Regions from separate parts of the Mus musculus genome. Here region 2 is linked to region 1. A link is a contact called in public Hi-C data. All regions are on one chromosome and are shown on one strand. The core of a region is the stretch at or near the end of the contact, and the rest is flanking DNA. Distances in the headings are between cores, read along the strand shown.

Region 1 (7,407 bases), core at 2,738-5,237:
TTTGTATATATTCTTTAATTTTAAAGCTTATTTATTTATTGATTTTGTGTGTGTGTGTGTGTGTGTGTGTGTGTGTGTGTGTGTGTGTGTGTGTGTGTGTCTGTGTGTCTGTGTGTGTGTGCATGTGGGGGTCAGAAGACAACTTTTGGGAATCAATTCCTTCCACCATCTGAGAACTGAATCAAAGGTCTCTTACCTCTAGTTTTAAAAGTGTAACTCTACCTCAACTATGTTGTTGATTTATTATTTGTGCTAAGAATGTAGCTCAGTGGTAGAACCATTTCATACCATGAACTAGGCCATGCCTTTGATTTCCCACTTTAAAAAAAAATTGTTAGTAAATGGATCCAAAGTGCTTAAATACCCAGAGTGATTCTAACCAGATTTCTTATATTTCCAGACACAAACCTAAAATCACAAATGCTTTAGAGGATTAACTCGTACTTACAATATAGGTACTTATATAAGCTAGCCAATAAATACCTTTTCTTTAGAACAATATTTCATCCCTGACTATGGCTATTTGAATGCACACTGGAGACTTCTGTTCCACCATCTATCCATCATTCTTGCAGAGCTTCTGGTTTCCAAACCCTGTCTTGAAACTAGCAGTCTTTCATTAATTTGATGTTGGCTATAGGCTTGCTGAATATTGCTTTTTTTTTTTTTTTTATGTTTAGGCATGCCCTTTGTATCGCTGATCTCCCCAGAATTTTTATCATGAAGGGATGTTGGGTTTTGTCAAAGACTTTTTCTGCATATTAAGAGATGATCATAATTTTTCTTTCAGTTTGTTTATATGGTGGATTATATTTATTGATTTCTGTATCTTAAACTATCCGTGCATCTCTTCGATGAAGTTTACTTGACCATAATAGATGATCTTTTTGATGTGTTCTTGGATTCTGTTTGCAAATATTTTATTGGGCATTTTTGAATCTATGTTCTTAAGTACTCTCTTATATATAATAGTCAGAAACTGGAAACAATCTAGATATCCCTCAACAGAAAAACTGAGAAAGAAAATGTGGTACATTTTCACAATGGATTATTATTCAGCTATTAAAAAATATGAAAATTTCAGGCAAATGGATGGAACTAAAAAATATCCTGACTAAGGTAACTCAGACTTAGAAAGATAAATATGGCATGTATTCACTTATACATGGAAATTATCCATTAAATAACTGATAACCAACCTACAATCTATAGACCTAGAGAGGTTAGCTATAGAGGAAGGACTAGAGGGAGAACACATGAATCGAATCTCCCTGGGAGAGGGAAATAGAATAGATTTTACAAAGGGACTGAGGGCAAGTGGGGATGTGAACAAGAGGATCAGGTGAGGAGGAGAGGGGAGATAGAGAAGGGGAGAAGACAGGTAGAATTGAGAGGCATTTAAGGGATGATATCTCTTGTCACTAAACAACGCTTCAGGACTGAATTGAATTGTTGGTCTAAAGGTCCATGAAAATCCTCAAACAACCCAGGTTGCGGCTAAGACAGTGAGTTTCTCTTTCCAAATTGACAGTGAGGTCTCATTACCAAAGATAACACTCACACAATTCACTGAACATGGAAAATCCAGCTGGTGCCTATATAGAACCTTCATGACCCTGTGCTCTAGTGCCTTTGGATCAGAAAGGTACTCTTCAGGCTACCAAAAGAGAAATGTAAACACCACCTCAGCCCCCAAACCTCTAACATACAACCCGTCCTGCCTGCAACATATACTAAGCACTGGTGGCATAGAACTTGTGGGAGTAGCCAACCAATGTCTGATTTGGTGTAAGGTCTACTTCACAAGATGGAACCCATACCCAACCCTGTTTGGATGACCAAGAACCAGAGATTAGATAGCCCAGAGACCTGGGTCAAAACAAACACCACTGGTCTAAAAAACAGTATCATAAAATGACTCTTAAGGATATTCTACTATACTTATAGATCAGTGCTTTGCTCGGCAGTCATCAGAGAAAATTCTTCCTCCTGCAGATAAGACACATGCAGAGACCCACAGCCAGACATTACAAAGAGAAAGGTCTTGGAACACATAGCTCCAAATGGGATGTCACCATCAAATCCCTCCCCTCAGAGTTCAGGGTGGCAGAAAGAGTGTTAGATCCAAAGAGAATGGAGAGACACCAGGAGAACAAGCCCTCTAAGTCAACCAGCAAAGCTCATATAAACTTATGAAGTAGCTGAAGCAGAGTGCACGGGGCCTATACATACATGTCCATGTTCACGTGAACATAACATACATAAAATATCTCTTAGTCTAGTATTCTTATGGGACTCCTGAAAGTGTGAAACAGTGGATCTTTGATTCTTTTGTCTTCTCTTGGGTTCTTTTCCTTCTGTTCATTTGTCTTGTCCAGCCCTGATAGTTTCTGTTTTATCTTATATTTCATTTTAGCATGCTTGGTTGTTATCTCTTAGAAGCCTGTTCTTTCCTAATGAGAAAGGAGGAGAGGAGGGAGGGGAAACTATAATCAGGATATATTATGAGAGAAGAATTTATTTTCAGTAAAAGGAAAAAATGAGGGAAAAAGAATATAAATGAACAATCTTAACCCGTTATTCTTTCATGATTATGTCCATGTGAATTTTATATTTCTGTCTACAATGACTGAGGACTAATGAGCCCCAGGAATCATAAGGGGAACAGAACAGGAGTAGACTCAAGGTACAATTTCTGCTAGCTCTAGTTTTCTTAAAAGTTTTCAAATATCCCATCCTGAACTAATAAGTAGAGATTACTTTTTATTTTTTTGAAACAAGGTTTTACTGTGTAGTTCATGCTGGTCTGAAATTCACTAGGCTATCCATGACCTCAGATCCTTCTGCCTCTCAAGTACTGGGATTAAAGGTGTGTACCACCCATGCCTGATAAAAGTTTTGGATTTTGTTTAATTTTCGCTAAAAGATAATTATAGCATTTTTTCCTTTGTCCCTCCAACCCTCCCATAATCTCTGTTAAGCCCCCTGAAATCTATCTCCTATTTTTGAATAATTATTGTTGTAACACACCATATGTGTGTGTGTGTGTTTGTATCTGTATGCAATGTGCTGCTTTCACATCTTGTTGCTTGCATGTAAATCATTTCAGGGTGGATCACTTGGTGCTGGATAACTGACTAGGGGTCTAATCCCTGGGGAAGACTAATTCTTCCTCTCGTTTGGTGGGGAATCCTTACCCAGTATCTCTCAAGAATCTGTTTTTCATTCAGGAATGACTAAGAAAATTTAAATTAGATGGTTTATATCATGATTAAAAATAACGAATATTTAATAATGTATTTTAATAACATATGTTGAACAGCATCTTAGATATGTGCATAAGAACAAATGGTTTTAATGTAAGTGCTGGAATTGTGTTAAGTACATAGCCATACCAAAGCCCTTGGATAGAGACTGAGAAGCAGTGAGCACAAGTGTGGCACCCACCATTGGAATCCGGGTTTGGTGTTTCTTGCTTCGACCAAGTAGACTGAGGTGGGATGCTTGAAAACATTTTCTTACTCTGCAGACTGAGGTATTATAACGTAACCTGTGCCTAAACAACGCTACATGTGTACATTAGGTTGTCAAAAAGATGACTCACACAGTCTCCTGAGGAGATTTTAATCACTGAATAGGACTGGATGAAATAGCTGTTATAGTAAAAGAAAGCAAAGGAGCTCCCTAGAAGGTAGCCAGTTTCAACCCATTAGAACCCCAGTATGTTTCAACTTCAGCCTACAACTTCCCTGGGAATCAATGATGTTTAAATGAAATCATTTATACAAAAGCCTTCTACAAACTACACTGGGATATGGAGTTGAAATGCTATTGAGAATGAGACTGTCATAAAATAATCTAAAGCAAGTTATAAGAAAGAATGCTATTTATTAAAGCAATTGTTGCTTGCATAGTCATAGATATGACTGCACTGCAGCCTGGCTTCTGGGTCTATTCGTGTTCTGTGTCTCAGCAATGCAGAAAGGCATTGATTGGATCCTAAGTACCCCCTCTCTTGGATTTTATGAAGCCCATTCAGAAAGAGCCAGGTTGAGAACACCACCAATTCCATGTTCTAGGTCCATCTGTTGGCAAAAATATAATGCAAACAGCTTTATAAGTGCTATTTTCAATGAAATATCACAGAACAGCTTGTCCCAATGATATTTCTAAAGCTTGCCTGCAAACCGCCTACTGGGAAATCCGACAGAAAGAGAAGGGGGATGAGGGGGGAAAACATTCAGGCAAGTGACAGGAATGGGAAAAAGAACAAAAGGTAAAGGCAGATTACCAAGACCGTGAACCCCGGAGGACAATACAGAGACTGGGTAGTGTGGTACCCAACACAGGGGTGGGGCAATGGAGAGCAACTGCATCAGCTCACTGGGGTTGGGGATAGAAAAACCAGCACAAACAGTGTGCCCACAGAAAGCTTCAGAACACAGTAGCAGATCAACAACCACAGCCTCATAAATGCTCAGAGGAAAATGTGAAACAGCCATTTTTCCAGGCTTCATTGAATCCCTCTCATAATATAAAAGTTCATTTTCCAAGAGCTAATAGAGAGTGCAGTGTCTATTATGAACTTCATAGGAAGCAAACAGCCTATTTGGAATCTCTTTCTCTTAATGTAAAAAAATCTATTCTATATTACATAATAGCCCCAGCATTGAAGTACAGTGTTTTACACGTATTAGTTCAGAACCAAGCAACCAAGCGTTACAGAGCAGGCAATGTCCTCCTGGGTACTTACTTACCTGAGGTCGGATAACTTTTACGATATTTTTTAGGGCAGTATCTGGGGATGGAGGTGAGCAGTCAGGTGTTGGGCCTGTAGAGCTGTTTCTATGGTGACTAGTTCCTGGAGCAGTAATTGCTACCTCAGAGGCATTATCTGTGAACAAAAATAGAACTGCCATGAACTTAATCAGTCAGTTTACCCCTCAAGACTTGAAATTATTTTCATGAACATGAGATGATATTTCAACTTAAAGCTGATATCAATTATAATATCATAATTAAGACTATGCTCAGTGGTGTATTTTTTATTTAAAAATACTGATTGTTCTGTTTTCCTTCAAGATGGTGAATATTAATGCTTGTAGTGTAATTCCTGAATGAATGAGCAATATTCAGTTTATTATAATGACATCATCCTCCACAGCCCCTAATACCACCATCATCACTATATGAAAGGCCATCTCCTTATTTGAAAATTAATAGTTTTGAAATGATGAAACTGGCCAACAAGTTCCAATCTTTCTATTGAAAGCCCATTTTTATTATGTAGGAATTTCATATCTACTTGATTCCTAAAATCCAAACTCAAGCCCCTAAGATAACTTTGCCCAGATAGCCCTAGATCACAGAACTTTTAATTAAAAATCAAACCTGACATTTGTATAGGACATAAACAAACACTATTATCCCTAGAAGGCAATCATATAAACCACTATGTTCAAAATTAAAATGAATGAAATTTCAGGATCTAAATGAACTTCCCTTCTGTTTTCTGCTTTGGGGGGGGGGAGGGGGAGAGGAGAATAAAAACTTTTAAAAGAATAACTTGGAATTCTACATTTCCCTTTTTAATGTAAACCCAAATAAAATAATATCCAAGGAACAGTTTAGAAATATGTGAAACTCTTTGAAATGGATAGAAAATAATATAATATTGGTTAGCACAACAGGAAGTTTATCTGCTTAATAATAAACCACAATCTTTCATAGCTTTGAATGAAAATCACTGCAAATGTGAATCCTCAAGATGTTCACTTCTGTTATGCTTTCAGTTCTGTCCCAATAATTTTATGTCCCATACATATAAACTGATACAACTTAGACTAAGACTGTATTTACTATAGATAAACATGTTTCTCTGTTCTATGATCATTGCTTACAATCCCAAGTAAAAAGAAATAATTTATGAAGGCACTTTGTTCATAAAAAGAAAGGATATTAATCCCCCCTAAAACTGTGTCCATCAGATAAAATTATATTTCAGAGCCTTAGGAGGTGGTTTAGTCAGTAAAGTGCTTGCTGCTTTTGCATGAGGATTGATCTCAGATCCCTAACATCTGTGTAACAGCTGGGGTAATGGCATGCATCTGTAATCCCTGCCCTGGGGGGAAAAAGGGGTTCCTGCAGATCACTCACCAACCAGCTTAGCCAAATAAAAGAGATTCAGGTTCAGTAAGAGACCATGTTTCAAAAGGAAAGAGGAAAGTGATTAAGGAGGAAACTGGAAGAGAATCTCTGGTCTTAACATGCATGTATGTGTGCATATGAGCATATATCACTAGCACACATCTGTATAAGCACACGCACAACAATATCTCTCTCTGTCTCTCCCTCTCTGTCTCTGTCTCTCTGTCTCTCTGTCTCTCTCTCTCTCTCTCTCTCTCTCTCACACACACACACACACTATAGTCTCACTGGGGAATAATGAGACAAAAAATTCAAATGAGGCACCTTTAGATAAAATGGTCATTCATTAAAAAAAAAAAACAAAAAACAAAAAAAAAAAACACACAAAAAACCTTGAATTTTCCAGGGTACATTTCTTTTCTTCTCTTCTCTTTTATTTATTTACATTCCAGTAGCTGCCCCCTCTCAGTCCCCCTTTCCATAGTTCCTCATCCCAGTCCCCCTCCCCATCACCTCTGAGAGGGTGCTTCCCCCCATACCTCCCCCTTCCCTGGGGCCTCAAGTCTCTTGAGGTTTAAGCACATCTTCTCCCACTGACCAGGAAGACCTCTGCTATATTTGTGCAGGGACCTCGGACCTCTGTATGATCCAGAGCACATTTCTTAAATTTAATAGATGCTGTGAACTTACTGGCATCCCAGGATAAGTGGAGCAATATTCTGAGTAGATAAACATTGAAATCAAAAAATCATTATTTAGCAGGATAAAAGCAAGTTGTTTGATTCTCTCCTTTCAGCTTTCATTCTTACCATTCATTCAACCATACTTAAAAAAAATGGGTCAGGGACACCTATGTGTCAAGCATCATGCTATATCATAAAGATAGACATAAAAGAGTCTTGCCAGGGTCTGTGAAAAGAATGGGCAAATAGGCAAAACACAGAGGACTTTTAGAGCAGAGAAAGTATATCCTGTAGGCATAATGTGGGTGGATACATCTCATTATACATCCATCCACATCAAAGATGTGCAGCTCCAAAGGTGAGCCCTACACTAAACTGTAAACTCTGCAATGCAGGCTCATCTCTTACTGCAAATGCTCCATTCCAGTGAGGGATGCTGAGAGTGGGTGAGACACACACACAGGGGAACTATGGGAGTTTCCTGTATTACAGTGAGGGATGCTGAGAGTAGGTGAGACACACACACAGGGGAACTATGGGAGTTTCCTGTATTACAGTGAGGGATGCTGAGAGTGGG
Region 2 (7,407 bases), core at 1,606-4,105, 390 kb before region 1:
ATGCAACAGAGAGTGAAGCAAAGACAGAGAGGCCTGGGTTTGAAGGAAGCTTAATGGCAGGGTACTTGCCTAACACACGCGAGGGTGAGGCTCTAACCATTAACAAGTATCTACTTCCTCTCTTAAAATTAACATTTATTATCATTATAACTATTATTATTATTATTTGTATGTGTGTCTGCACATGCTACACTGTGTGTGTGTAAATCAGAAGATAACTTTTGAGAGAGTTGGTTCTCTTTTTCCACCATGGGATCTGCAAGATAAGCCTCAGGTCTCCAGGGCAAGCACCTTTACCAGCTGAGCCATCTTGCTGGCCGATACGAAGCACTTCTCAACTTCTTGTTGCCCAACACCACTCATGCCAACTGGTCAGGGTTTGGTTCTGTAAACAACAACACTGTTCTAATGAAACAGTTCCCATCCTCCCCAGGGTAATCCTCAGCAGTTGTCTCTTTGCATCACATCTGCCTGCTTCTGCATCCTTTAAGCGTGAACTATTGTCGTTCCCTCCAGGTGGAGGGCGATGGTCCTTCCAATCCTCCATAGAGGTCATGGAAGCTTATGACCTGACTGAGGCTTATGGCTGACTGAGGACTACTTTCATTTAATATACGGTATCCAAGTTGGGATTCCTTTAACAACCATGAGACCATAACATTAAAACTGGTTCCGTAGATACTGATTCTAGAATATCACTGTATGGCTCCCATAGGTTGCTGTATAATCTATCAAACTAAAAAAAAAAAAAGGTGGGGGTGAGGAGCTTAATCTCATATAATACTGATTGTGAGAAGTCAGGAGTTAAGGTGTCAGGAGGGCTGTGCCCCTCAGAAGGCTCTAGGGGAGAGTCCTTCCTTGCCTCTTTCAGCCCTGGGTTACTCCAGTATCCATGGCAAGACTACTCCAGTCTACCTCTTCCCACGTTCAGCATCTCACTAGTCTGTGTTCTTGCTTCGTTTATAGACACAAGTGGGATTTCAAGTCTATCTAGGAGAACTCTCAACCTCCCTAATGCTGCAACCCTTTAATACAGCTCCTCGTGTTGTGGTGACCCCAGCCATACAACTGTTTCATCACTACTACATATAAATATCTGATATGTACTCTCTAAGGGGTCGAGGTCCACAGATTGAGGACTGATGGTCTAAATAATGCAGGTGAATTTTCTCCTGAGTCTGTAACCTAATTACGTTTACAAAGACCTTTTTTTTTTTGACTACTGTGATGGTTTGTATATGCTTGACCCAGGAACTGGCACTGTTAGGAGGTGTGGCCTTGTTGGAGTAGATGTGCCACTGCGGGTGTGGGCTTAAGACCCTTACCCTAGCTGCCTCGAAGTCAATATTCTCCTAGCAGCCTTTGGATAAAGATGAATAACTCTCAGCTCCTCCTGCACGATGCCTGCCTGGATGCTGCCATGCTCCCACCTTGATGATAATGGACTGAACCTCTGAACCTGTAAGCCTGCCCCAATTAAATGTCGCCCTTATAAGAGTTGCCTTGGTCATGGTGCCTGTTCACAACAGTAAAACCTTAACTAAGACAATTACTAAGGTCATAGCTACAGGTTCTAGGCAGATATATCTTAGGGAGTCATTCTTATAATTACATATTATTTTTCTTCACATCCTAGAAAAATCATTCTAATTGTCTTATTTTTACATCACTGGTCTTGTGAACTTTGAATGCTTTTAGCCAGTATTATATGAGATTACATTAAGTAGCTTTTAAAGCAACTTAAGTTTTGTGTTGGGTCAGAATTTAAGGGTGTTTTAGGAGATACCAGCTAGGTTTAATATTTTAAAGTAACCATTTTGTTATATCCTATTCTTTATTTTCCATGTTAAGTATGACATAGATGACTTAAGATGGACAAATGCATCCCAGGTGTGGCGGGTACAAAGGTGAGCACACCATTAGCAAACAGAGGCAAACAAGGAGACTCGGGGCTCTAGAAGCAAATACTCGCCAGGGTAACATGAAGTATGCAGAGACATTAATTAGTCTGCATGACAAGGAAACCATGGTCCAAGGCTCATGACAGCCGAGCTGAAATAATGTAGAAGGAGAAGAGTTAAGTTGTACATGGAGTGACCCTGTCAGTGGGACAGCGAGTTTAATGGCCCTAAGGAAAGGGCATGTCTGACTCTTCTATTGCTGTGAAGAGAAACTGTGGTCAAGGAAACTCATAAAAGAAAGCATTTCCTTGAAGGCTTGCTTACAGGGCGAGCCATTAACAGTCATGGTGGGGAGCAAAGCAGAAAGAAGGCAGGCAAGCAGGATTAGTGCTGAAGCAGTAGCCAAGAGCTTACATCTGACCAACAAGCAGGAGGCAGAGAGAAGGGGGGAGAGAGAGAAAGAGAGAGAGAGAGAGAGAGAGAGAGACAGAGAGAGAGAGAGACAGAGAGACAGAGAGACAGAGAGACAGAGAGACAGAGACAGAGAGACAGAGAGACAGAGACAGAGAGACAGAGAGCTTTTGAAACTCCAAGCCCTATGCCCAGTGACACACCTTCTCCAACAAGGCCATACCTCTTAATCCTTTTGAAACTGTTCCACCAACTGGGGACCAAGCTCTTAAACAAAGGTACCTGTGGGGACCATTCTCATTTAAACCATCACAGGCCATGTTTGGAGTTTGCCTAATCAGAGGATATACAGCCCAGAATCAGCAAGAACATGTCAGGAAGAAGCAGAAGAGACAACAAGGGCCGATGGTAAGCAAGTCGCCAGTGCCTGAGCTTCCTCAGGGTTTTCAGGATTTTCCATTCCCATGTCAAAGGGACCACGGTTCGCCTGGCTGAGCTGCTCGGGATGCATCCTGGCATAGGCAGCCTGTCATTTCAGACAGAGGCTCTTTGATTCTTTCAGCTCCAATGACTCTCTGTGTCGACATCCTCGGAATATTCCAATCACGCAGGCCCACACATCCGTCCCCACAGGGGTTTTTTCATAGTTTTGCTAGGTGCATAGTGATTTTTAAAGTGGGAGATGGATAAGGGACCCCAGCAGCATAACTCGCAATTGCCAGCACCCGACAAATGACTGTGACGGCAAAAGTCAGATATCTGGAGAGACTTCACTTTTGATGCTGCATCCCGACAGAATCTGAGGTCTCTCTTGCTGTATGCGACACAATATCATCCTGATCAATGGGAACAAAGGCGGGGAGGATTTTCTTTTTGTAATAGAAGGAAGACATTAACCCCTGATGAGACTCTCCATTTGTTCCCTCTCACGGTGCTTTGCTTATATGGTATTTTACTGATTATAAAGCATATGCTTTTCCTTAAGAAAAGCTAAGGTGTCGTATCAGCGCTGCCTCGTGATTGCTTGTGGCCTGCCTATGTAGTTTGTACACATATACTCAGTTCTAGCTCTCATGGGTTGGGTATAACTGACATGGAAGCTGTATTTAAGCCAGGTGTGGATCATGCTTTCGATCCCTACCTTGAGATCTAGAATCAGGACGATAAGGAGTTCAAGGCTACTCTCAGCTACACAGGAAGTTCAAAGCCAGTCTAGGCGACATGCGATCCTAACTCAAAAAACAAACAACCCCTTCCCCCCAAGCAAGCAAACCACAAAATGTACAAGACCCCATGAGGCTCAGTTGATGCTCACAAAGTATCATCAAGAGATTGCTGTTCCAGACATATATATTTTTTTTCTTTTTAAAAGCAGGGAACCCTAATGCATTGAGGCAGAATGAAGAGATTCATAGTAATAGGCAGCATATAATGAATGCTCTGTTCCTACCGTGCATGAAAAAAAATGACATGATATAGATGCCAAAGACCTTAAGAAAAGCAGAAAAAAAATCCACAAGGATCTTTAAGTGGGAGAAACAGCAATGGCTGCTGGGAGGTGTGTGTGTGCTGAATGGACTTATTTGTCCTTCTCGGGGCTATGTAAAATCACAGCCAGCACAACTTAGAATAGACACCCTTTGGAATCCATGAAGCCCAGTGGAGCCAACTGCAGTTTTTGTCTTTAAGATGACCATGCAAACACTAGATCCTGCTTATTTCATTACATCTGAAGGGCCCTACCGTCCCTTTACGGGCTCTCGGCGACTGGATTGCTTGGAAACTCACATCCATCAATTGTCTCCAGCCTGGGTCAGACTGAGCTAATTCACTGAGTGGTGAGTGAATGCAGGCCAATACATCTAAATACGCTCCTCACTGTGGAACAGAGGTAGAAGATTGGGAAATGAGTGGACTTAAAATAAAATAGAATAAAAAAAAAATTATTGTGCATGCATGTGCCTCCCCCATGCCGTGTGTGTGTGTGTGTGTGTGTGTGTGTGTATGTGTGTGTTTGTGTGTGTGTGTAGTGCCAGAGCACATATGTGAAGTTAGAGGAGACTGGCTTTGCTGATCGGTCCTCTCCTTCCACACTGGCAACTGAGAATTGAACTTCTCAAATTTAGGGACAGGCGCCTTTATCTGCTGAGCCATCTTGCTAGCCCTAAATGGTCTTGGTAAATAAATAGCTTTTCTGGGGCAATAAATTTTAAATTCAACTGAAGGAAGTTATGTTTGAACGTTTTGAGTTTGAAAAATCAGGCCGAGTGACCCTGGGGTCTCCCCACCCTCTTCCCTCACTGTACCTGGCTCTCAGATCCACGTGAGAGAATAGTTTGGGAAGCCAGCCAGCTGGAACAGGATGAAATATTTCACACTCCTGCTGTGGACAAGTTGTCAATCACTGTGTGTGAAGTCCAGCCTTGTTTTCCCTCAGGGTTAACAGTCATTCGCTTCTATCTGCTCAAGATATCGTCTTAATGATGGAGTCAAGGGGCTCTACAAATAGCAGGTCAATAGCTGAGGACGAGCTGCCCAGTGTGCGGTGGAGGAGAAAGGGCAGCTCCTGTGCTCCGAGCCCCAGGCTGACTGCTCTAATATCTGGTTGTAAAAACAAAGAGCTTCTGCTAGCAAAGATGGCCTCCCACAAGTTGCAGGGCACAGAGATCGGTGCTGGCCTCACAGTGTCTTTTTTTTCCAGCCTTGGACCACGGTGCCTGTCGGTAGCATCATTGTTTCTAAGGTAGAGAGGAGTTGAATGGTTACATGCTCCTACAGACAATTGCTTCTGTACTTTGTATCAGAAAGGCTTGGTAGGTACCTCTGCTTACTACATCTCCCTGCAGCTCCCGATTCTAATTCCCCTACTTTCCATCTCAACCTCTGGAAATAGTTTAGGCTACATAAACCGGTACTCACCCCCTTTCATTTCCCTTGTAGCTGGTTTCTAATTCAGCAAGCCTGTCTTCATTGTAAAGCCTGGACCAAATATTCCCACCTCTTCCCACAAATGCCTTTAGGACTGGCTCTACCACCTTGCCCACACTCAGCATCTGTTCCTTCCGTAGTAGCCACGCCCAGTACTCACAGATACTCCAAGCCAAGAATCTCTGCCATTCCAAATCCCTCTGGTGCCTAGACTCCTACTTGGCATACAGCCCAGTCTCTGCATCCTTCCGGGCCTGGTCCTTGGCTATCTCTCTGACATCATTCGTGATGAGCCTAACCTGTAGCTCATGATAGTCCTCTTTCCCTTCCTCTTCAGTGACCACAGGGTATTTGCTTGCACTGTCCACTCCCTCAGCCTGGAAGGCTCTTCAAGCCCATATTTTCTTCAGAGATAGCCCAGTGATGCCATCTCCTTAATGATGTCCATGACAACTTTTCTTAAGACCTGATCTATTTGTTAGAGATTAAAACATTATAAAATATAAAACATGTTTTAAATTTTCCTATCTGATATAACATTAGCTCCTGCCTACTGATTGTCTTTCTCTTTAGAACATTATTCCAATGTATTGTTTTTGTTGTTCTTGGTTTTTTTTGCCATTTCTGGGGATGGAACCCAGGGTTTCACATATGCTAGATAAGTATTCTATATCAAGGAGCTAATCTCTTTCTCTCTCTCTCTGTATGTGCATGTGTGCTGTGTGTAAGAACACACATGCACATGCATGTGCCACAGCTCAAAAGATCAGAAGACAATGTTCAGGAATCATCTCTCTCCTTCCACCATGTGACCAGACTTGGCAGTGAGCACTTTTATCCACTGAGCCATCTCACAAGCTGTCCCCTCCCCATGTTGGGCAGTCTGGTTTTCAGTTGAGCTGATGTCTGAACCCCGGGACTCGGTGGTGATAATTCACCTACATAGGACGGAAGAAGTTCTCTCATGCCCATGGAACTCTGGCTCCTGTCTAAGTTACCACCTCCCTCAGCCCCCACAAGAGAAGCATGGCTATAAGTCATGTAGGCAATGTCCAAAGCTTATGACCTTCAGGCTAAATTCCTCCCCATTTACCTAGCAACATTAAAGATAGCAGCATACCATAAAAGGGGATGTTTCGCCCCTCTTCCCTCTCCTCTCCTCTCCTCTCCTCTCCTCTCCTCTCCTCTCCTCTCCTCTCCTCTCCTCTCCTCTCCTCTCCTCTCCTCTCCTCTCCTCTCCTCTCCTCTCCCCTCCCCTCCCCTCCCCTCCCCTCCCCTCCCCTCCCCTCCCCTCTTCTCCCTCTCTTACTCTTACTTTTTCTCTAGCCTTTCTTCTCTCTCTCTTTTTCTACCTTCTCTCTTTCCCCCTGCATTTCTACAATAAAGCTCTAAAACCATAGACAGTCTCTGCTCATCAAGGCCTACTGCTCTTGGAGGATGGGATAGGTTTTCTCCTAATGAGCCATTTCTAATCTCGTGATGGAAGGCTTTCCTGTGATCCAGCCAAAGTCTGCTGCGCTCACTCTTGCCAGTATGGGAACCTCTCTTCCTTATGCCATCTCTCCCATAACCCCAGGGCTACAGGGTATAACCCCAGGGCCCCTTTTGGTTTCAGGGGATGCCCCTTGTCCACCCCCCATCAGGTGGGTCAGAGGCTTGGATGCCCACCTGGGGCTGAGTGGAAAGCATCTGGCAGCCCTCCTGCGTCCACCTATCCAGAGCATAGGTGGAACTCTAGCCGGATGTGGGCTATCCTCCCTCTCCCCTCCCCCCCTGCCCCTTATTAGTTCCCACACCCCCACCCCTTTGATTGTTTATTTTTGGACAGTGTCTCACTATGTTGCTCAGACTGGCTTTGAACTTGTGATCCTTCTGTCTCAGTCTCCCAAGCACTTTCTGAGTCCTTAAAGGCCCTCACAAACACCCTCGTGTCTGGTCTGCCTTTCAATGGTAAGAATTTTACCCAGCATTCCAGGCACCCTGGCGATAGCAGTACCCGGAGGTGGCATGAGGATATGAGTCAGGTAAGTGGCTGCTCCTCTTGTACCCTCTGCTGCCAAGTGGGTATAGTTCATCTCTGATGATCTTACTTCCTATGGCTCCTTCTGTGTCTTCCTTTTCCACTCTTCCCCTGGCAGCAGGTCACCCAGAGACTCCGTAGGAAAAT

The links. A called contact is a pair of places that touch in the nucleus more often than the background predicts.
Region 2: a Hi-C map of cerebral cortex shows a contact between it and region 1, with 4 times the contacts expected there. The contact joins two enhancer-like sites. A contact is called at or near these places in 2 of 484 Hi-C or Micro-C datasets (cerebral cortex and nephron progenitors) and 2 of 115 datasets of contacts at active chromatin or transcription factors (VIP interneurons and neural progenitor cells).

Annotation. Positions count from the first base shown.
Region 1 is chr10:90,305,056-90,312,462 of GRCm38.p6, reverse strand. Anks1b (ankyrin repeat and sterile alpha motif domain containing 1B) reads right to left here. Exons shown (of 27, transcript NM_001359241.1): 11 at 4,758-4,894. Among named protein-coding and RNA genes, the nearest start is that of Anks1b, 440 kb to the right of the region's middle. Within about 2 kb of position 3,987, at least 15 of the 459 cell types and tissues checked have an H3K27ac peak or open chromatin away from gene starts, as enhancers often do. A contact at or near this core is called in VIP interneurons and cerebral cortex, where this site is marked.
Region 2 is chr10:90,694,894-90,702,300 of GRCm38.p6, reverse strand. All of the region lies in intron 17 of Anks1b (ankyrin repeat and sterile alpha motif domain containing 1B), which reads right to left. Among named protein-coding and RNA genes, the nearest start is that of Apaf1, 380 kb to the left of the region's middle. Within about 2 kb of position 2,855, at least 26 of the 459 cell types and tissues checked have an H3K27ac peak or open chromatin away from gene starts, as enhancers often do. A contact at or near this core is called in VIP interneurons and cerebral cortex, where this site is marked.